2 separate regions of the Cyprinus carpio genome follow, and region 2 is linked to region 1. A link is a contact called in public Hi-C data. All regions are on one chromosome and are shown on one strand. Each heading gives the region's core, a stretch centred on a gene start, on an enhancer-like site or on the middle of the called end of the contact. The rest is flanking DNA. Distances are from core to core; before and after follow the strand shown.

What was found. A called contact is a pair of places that touch in the nucleus more often than the background predicts.
Region 2: a contact with region 1 is called in a Hi-C map of liver, with 3 times the contacts expected there. The contact joins the enhancer-like site here to the promoter of serf2a in region 1. A contact is called at or near these places in 3 of 8 Hi-C or Micro-C datasets (liver and skeletal muscle).

Annotation. Positions count from the first base shown.
Region 1 is chrB18:14,573,785-14,577,247 of ASM1834038v1, forward strand. It overlaps serf2a (small EDRK-rich factor 2), which reads right to left and starts at 1,255. Exons shown (of 3, transcript XM_019121978.2): 1 at 1,124-1,255. The coding sequence starts at 1,130. LOC122140416 (peptidyl-prolyl cis-trans isomerase FKBP8-like) reads right to left here. Exons shown (of 9, transcript XM_042743969.1): 9 at 3,269-3,463. LOC122140417 (a long non-coding RNA gene) reads left to right here and starts at 3,437. Exons shown (of 3, transcript XR_006157083.1): 1 at 3,437-3,463.
Region 2 is chrB18:14,640,652-14,643,887 of ASM1834038v1, forward strand. It overlaps the pseudogene LOC109108871. Among protein-coding and RNA genes, the nearest start is that of LOC122140416, 21 kb to the left of the region's middle. Within about 2 kb of position 1,805, at least 1 of the 8 cell types and tissues checked has an H3K27ac peak or open chromatin away from gene starts, as enhancers often do. A contact at or near this core is called in liver, where this site is marked.

The DNA.
Region 1 (3,463 bases), core at 5-2,504:
TTGTACCCAAGTTTATTAGATCCATGTCACACAGTGTGACCAGCAATGATATTATAGATTGTTAAAATCGTGCAGTGTGTAGAAGGCTTTAAACATACCTTCAGCCCTCGATTCATAGTTTTTTACTATGTTAAAAAGCCTTTTAGCATAATTCTATAAACAAGTCCACCTTCAGGCCATAACACACATGCAGTTTTTTCCACCATGTAAAATATTATTGTCAGTAACATTTCAAAAACTTCATTTACTAGACCAAAGCAAATTGATTATTCAGAACATTTTTTTTCTTTCTTTTTAGGAAAATTTAAATGTCGCGAGGAACCAGGAATCTGCAAGTTATCATTGCATTGTTTTGCTAACCACAATGAAAACTACAGAGCTTTCATCACAAATCCTAAACACGTAAATGTCATCTTTACTAAGATAAGGAGATACAGAGTGACAGTTGTGATTTATGTGCATTTTATGTAGGTTGCTACACTGTTATAAAAATCTCACTGGTTCAGAAGCTATCACAATTGTATTTACTTTTGTCCATTACCCACACACACAGTTTGGACTTCTGAATATATCATACTATATAGTCCTTAAGCCATAATATGATACAAAACAAACAGGTTCAATTCACTATTACATTAAAAATTAATAATAAAAATAATTGCTGACTTATTTGTCAAGGTTTAGTGTAAGATCTCATCATTTGAGAATTTTCTTTCCTATGAGGATGCATGTTTAAAAAACAAATACGAGTGATATGCCCTCATGTGGAACGCATAGTTTGACTCACAGATGCTGAATCAGTTTTATTTCTGACAAGAAGTTTATCATAATGTAATTCAATGCCAACAACTGTTTCAGCCGCTTTAATTGTCACAGCTTGAAAGGTGTGTGCGTTATACCAACATACCATTTGTTAACGAATTTAGGATAAATGAAAATATAATTTGATGTGATGAACCCATTTGAAAACATGTACCGTTAACTTAATCGTAATTTTAAACTGCACTGTCAGTCAATCCCACAGGCCTCACACACCGTGACCGAGATAAGAGCTCTCACACACGTCTGACAGCGACCTAATATTGCTTAACTGAACCCATGTAAGATCTGTAGATATACTCACTGGTCATTTTTGATCAGTTTTGTCCGATTTTCAGATTAGCTCACCCAAAGGGCCGCTATCTTATTTCCCAACCAACAAACCGATGTCTTTACTGTCCGGCCTCAAACTTACTCTAGAAGAATCTACAGCATCGCGAGATCTTTGGGCACAGGAGGCAGTCATTTGATTGGATGCGACATGTGACGTCAGGCACGGGGAATGTTGTCATTGGTGAAACTCGACCTATACCAAAGACTACAGAATACCCTTATATGCTTTTTTTATTATGAATGACATTTTGAAATGTAAAAGAGAAATGTTTTAAAGTTTTAATTATGTTATTATGAAAATACCTTAAGTGGGCTCTTTGCAGTCCAAATTTCTTTATTTTAATTTTATACATGAGGAACAAACTAAAAACATGTTTTAAAAGCACTGAATTTTACTTTTTTTTCTTTCTTTTTTGGCAGTGTTGTTTTTTTTGTTTGTTTTTAAAGCATTTATTAATAATAATAATAATAATAATGTACATATATTTACCTTTATACAGTCTATGATATTTAGTTTTAGGTTTATAATAATAATAATAATAATAAACAATATAAATTAAGAAATTTTAAACTGTGGATTTTTGGTAATTGTAGATTTGGTGTTGATATGTGTGTGATATTGTTTCCTAGATATTAAATCAATAAAAAAGCTTTAGGTTGGGGTAGAGAATGATGCCTACGAGCTACAGGCACAGGTCCAAAAAGAAAAAAAAAATCAAATAAATTACATTACTTTTTATTGATTTTGTGGTGACGTAAAATAAGAAATATCTAAACTTTTATTTGTTTAATGCTTTTTTTTAAGCATTTTAAGTCATCATGAGCCCCTCCGCTATGTTTGCCGAACCACTGCTTTAGACATTTTTTTTTTCTTTTTCTTATTAGGTCACCTTAAAAAAATAAATAAAAAAAATCCATCAATTAAAACATAGCCTACATTCCTGTATTTTTTTATTTTTTATTTATACCATAGCAAAGCAAAGCAGAACTGACACTTCAGCCATTCATCTGAGACATGCCACCTGCGCTGCTCAATGACAACGCCTGCATCATGATACAACAGTCAGCGACAGAATCTGTGATCTGTGATTCTCCTCCAACATGCCACACCAACTGGTTTGGGCAACAATAGATTACTCAGCCATCATATTAGATCCTGTGTACAGATGAGTCACTGTTCAGTCTGTTTACAGGAGTGCCAGAGTGTGGAGGAGGACAGAGTAATGCTCAGGAAACTGAACCTTGGAGTACCAGAGTAATTGTGTGGGTTAGTATTCAAGGCCGGATGTAGTTACATTTCCGTAAGCAGCTGTAAAGTCAACATGAAATCAAAAATGGACCTTATTTACTTTCCTAATGCATTTTCCTGGTGTCATTCATTATGAATGATTCGTTATTGCACGTTATTTCACAGAAAATAAAAATATATATATTTATATAATCTATTGGTTTTCAACATTTTTTACCCATAGTCCAACACAATATTCAAACAAACAACTCCCCATTTAATTAATATAATATATTTCCTCTGGTATTTCAGTTGCAATTATGACAAAGCTGCTTGTTTATCTTACCACAATTTCTTTCTTTCTTTAGTAATTAAGAACCAAATATTCAAAAAATACTTAATAAAAAATGAAGGGGGGAAATAGTGAATGCTAACTTCAGTGAAGAATATTTTGATATATGTTAAATATGGTATTTATGTATTTGTATTTATTTATTATAATATATTCAAATTTATCATGAAGCAATTCTAATAGCTGAAGAACAATTTAAAATCTGTCTTATATTTATATTTAACAATTTGAAAGTAGAATGGGTTTAGAAATTAATGTTGTAATACTGATTTATTTATTTATTTATTTGTATTCTGTTAGTCCTTTTGTCAACAAACAGTAATTTGTTGTATAGCCGTATTGTTCATCTACAGTTGTTTTCTGCAACATTTCGGTTGTAAATGTAATATTGATTTCTTGTTAGCTTTTTCATTTCTACACTCGTTTTGTATTTTTCATACCTGACTTTTCTACCTTAATGATTTAATGGCAGCTGTTCAGCTAAATTCTAGTAATTAACATGTCATGTAGCAGAAAGAAAAAACAAAACGCCAAACATATTAATACTCGTGTTTTTATTGCAAGTATTTTAAATGCATTTGCCTTGCCCTTTTTTTCTGTGCGTATATTCTGTTTTGCATAAGTCGGTGTGCCACCGGAAGAACCGCCCATGCAGCTGCATTTTTTCCTCCGTCCCTTGGCAGCTCTGTGGAATGTCTGTTTATGCGACTTGTAGTTAATTTGCAAGTAGG
Region 2 (3,236 bases), core at 555-3,054, 67 kb after region 1:
TTTTGTGAGGTGTCAGAAATTATATGTTTCTGTTTTATCAGATGCTCTTTACATTAGGGGAAAAAAATACTATAGGGATTGGAATTATTATTATATCAGATTTAAATTATTATGTTATTATTATTATAATAATAATAATTATTATTAGACTGGAATTATTATAGTGGAAAATATTAAAAATTATTAACATTTTTAAATAAACAGCTGGAAACTCTACAGTTATTTAAATAGTTAATTCATAACCACTTTTGCTGGAAAATGTCGGCATAGGATGAAAAATATTTTTATGTAGTTATCAAACCTATTCAAACTGATGCTTTCAAGACATTCCAACAACTTTTCAAAACCTCTTCTATCCCTAACAATTAGAAAATTTTACCATGGGGATGATGTTTATGCTCACAAGGCATAAAAACATATATATGAATGACAAACGAAGATGTTTTTACTACAAGAAGCCTGAAAGTCTTGTACATTTAGCCTCAGTGTGTTGTGCAATAGCATGCTTCCTACAAACCCACATTAAACTCATATAATTAGCAAATGTGATTTTTATTTTTATTTTTTCAGAAATAGGCGAGTACAAAACGTTCCATCATGAGACAGGTTTTGGTACAGCAAGTACCTTTTCTAGGGAAGTAATAACTTAGTTGCTTTATCAGGACATGCTGCTTAGAGTTTTACAGACAAACTGAGGAGTGTTTTGGAGAGACAAAATTTTTTTGCTGTGCATTTTTTTTTTTTTTTTTTTGTTATACAAGAGTATTTCCATTGCTTAAAATAGCCATTTAATAGATCTGAAGCATGAGGGTATAAACAAACATCCGATCTCATAATTGCACTGTTTGCGTGTGTGCATTTATAGTGGGCAGTTATGTATTTAGAAGTGTATATTTAGATTGAAATTAGACCTTATTGACACAAGTCTATTTTTTTTTTCACATTACAGTATATCAAGATTCCTGCTTCCTCGGATTCTCCTGATGCATTCCGTGTCTTCTCCTTCTACCTGTCCAGTGACAGTAAAGACAAACCTCAGGCCAGCTTCGACTGTATTCACCAGTATGTTTCTGGGTAATATTGATTTTTAGTAGTAGAATTAATAATAATTAAATAAGGTTATTTGTTTTTAAATAAATAAATAAATAAATATAAATATATATATATATAATATATATATAATATATATATATATATATATATATATATATATATATATATATATATATATATATATATATATATATATATATATAATTGAAAACTTTGAAAAAAAAAATATTATTATTAAAATTGTATAAACATGACATCCTGTTATTTTAGACCACATACAATGAAAGACAGTTCAGACTTACCACAAAATTCTGACAAGCTTCTGTCCTTTTGTTAATATTTATTTGTTTAATGTTATTTGAATGAATGTGGAAGCACCATAAATATAATTCTTCTGAAAAATGATTTTAATGAGTATTACTGAAATTACTAAATAATAACTTGTATTAGTTATTATGTCTTGAATGTTAAATCAGTGTGTTGAGCGTAGGTTGTTGTTTGTTATGCTCAACATTTACTTTGACCTTTGAACCCAAGTTCCATTACAGTATTTAGCGTCACGGTCAGTTGTGAAGTTGCTGTCTCTTGATCGGGGTGGCACTGATCTGTTCTCTTTCCAGCTCAAAGGAGACTTGTAGTCTGACAATACTCCGCTTGTCTCGCTGAAGAATAGCATTAGATAGGTTTGTGGGAAAGAGGATGCAAAGCAACTCCACAAAAACCGGTTAAGGCCATTAGTCATAAATTAGTCACTGACTTTCCGGCTGCTTTGTGGACAAAGGAGCAGCTGTAACACTTAGCAATGGGGAGAGAGGCGTTAAACATGTCAGTCTGTACATAGCAGGCTGATTCTCAGAGCTTTCAAGGAAATTTCTGCAGTGATGTTTACACTAATTTAGATGTAGCCTTTTATTCACATTGTGTTCTTTTAAAGGGGTCATATGACGTTGCTAAAAGGAACATTATGTTGTGTATTTGGTGTAATACAATGTGTTATGTGGTTAAGGTAAAAAAAAAAACACATTATTTTCTATATAATGTACATTATTGTTGCTCCTCTATGCCCCGCCTTTCTGAAACGCATCGATTTTTACAAAGCCCAACGCTCTGAAAAATTGAGGTGTGCGCTGATGGCCCAGCTATCCAGTGCGTTGTGATTGGCTGAATGCCTCAAGTGTGTGACGGAAATGTTACGCCACTTAACATACTGTGATGCCATCTCCCAGCACGATGAGAAAAAAACAATAAAACCCATTACAAATGAGGCATTTGTTGCATCCAGTGGGCACATAATTACTGATTATAATGACGTATCGCTCCGCGTAAACATAAAACCATTTCTGCATTTGTGATCGGAGAAACGACAAACAACAAGCGCTACTCTACACTGCTCAAAACTCACGTTTGAATCATCATTGGCAAATTCTTTAAATATAAAAAATGTACTTACAGGCTGTGAATCAGAAGCGCCAGACTGTCCTTCCAAAGTTGGAACTGCCTCACTTTATAGAACAGCCTTTGAACACAGACCCATTGTAAGCTATGCTGAACTGCAGGTTCAGGAAATGGTCCTCCATAAAATGCATCACACAGTGTCACACAGGGAGAGTGAGGAACAGCCAGCGGATTCGACAAAGGAGCGGCCGTCGGGCTTGCACCAACCACATGTGACAACCCCTGGCTGGACTCTACTTTGTCCACAGTGAAAGCTGATCCGGCGATCCACAGCGCAAAGTTGATGTATTTCCTCAGTGACTAGAATGGATCAGCTCTAGGGATGACGAAGTGGATATAGTCCTCTTGTGGAAGGCCAAACAAAGTAGCTTTCACAACAAAACACACAGCATCTCCACAACATGGCAGCGGCAGCAACAACAATACTACAGCGAGAATAAAAGTTACGCCTATCTTTGAGTGACCATTTGGGCGGTGTTATGCAGATCTTCCCACATAGTGACGTAGATGTGTGGGGGTGTGTTTAAACAAGGCATTTTAGGAGGGCATGGACAAGTCTAAACTTTTATAAAGAATATCTCTTTGGGTTTGAGACTTTAGTCTTTACAACTTTACAGATCTTGTTCATGCTCCAAGAGCTTGTAACCCTCCAAAGAGAAAGGAAAAATTGAAATCGCATCATATGACCCATTTAAACATTTTTCACACAAAATTCATAAATTAGAATA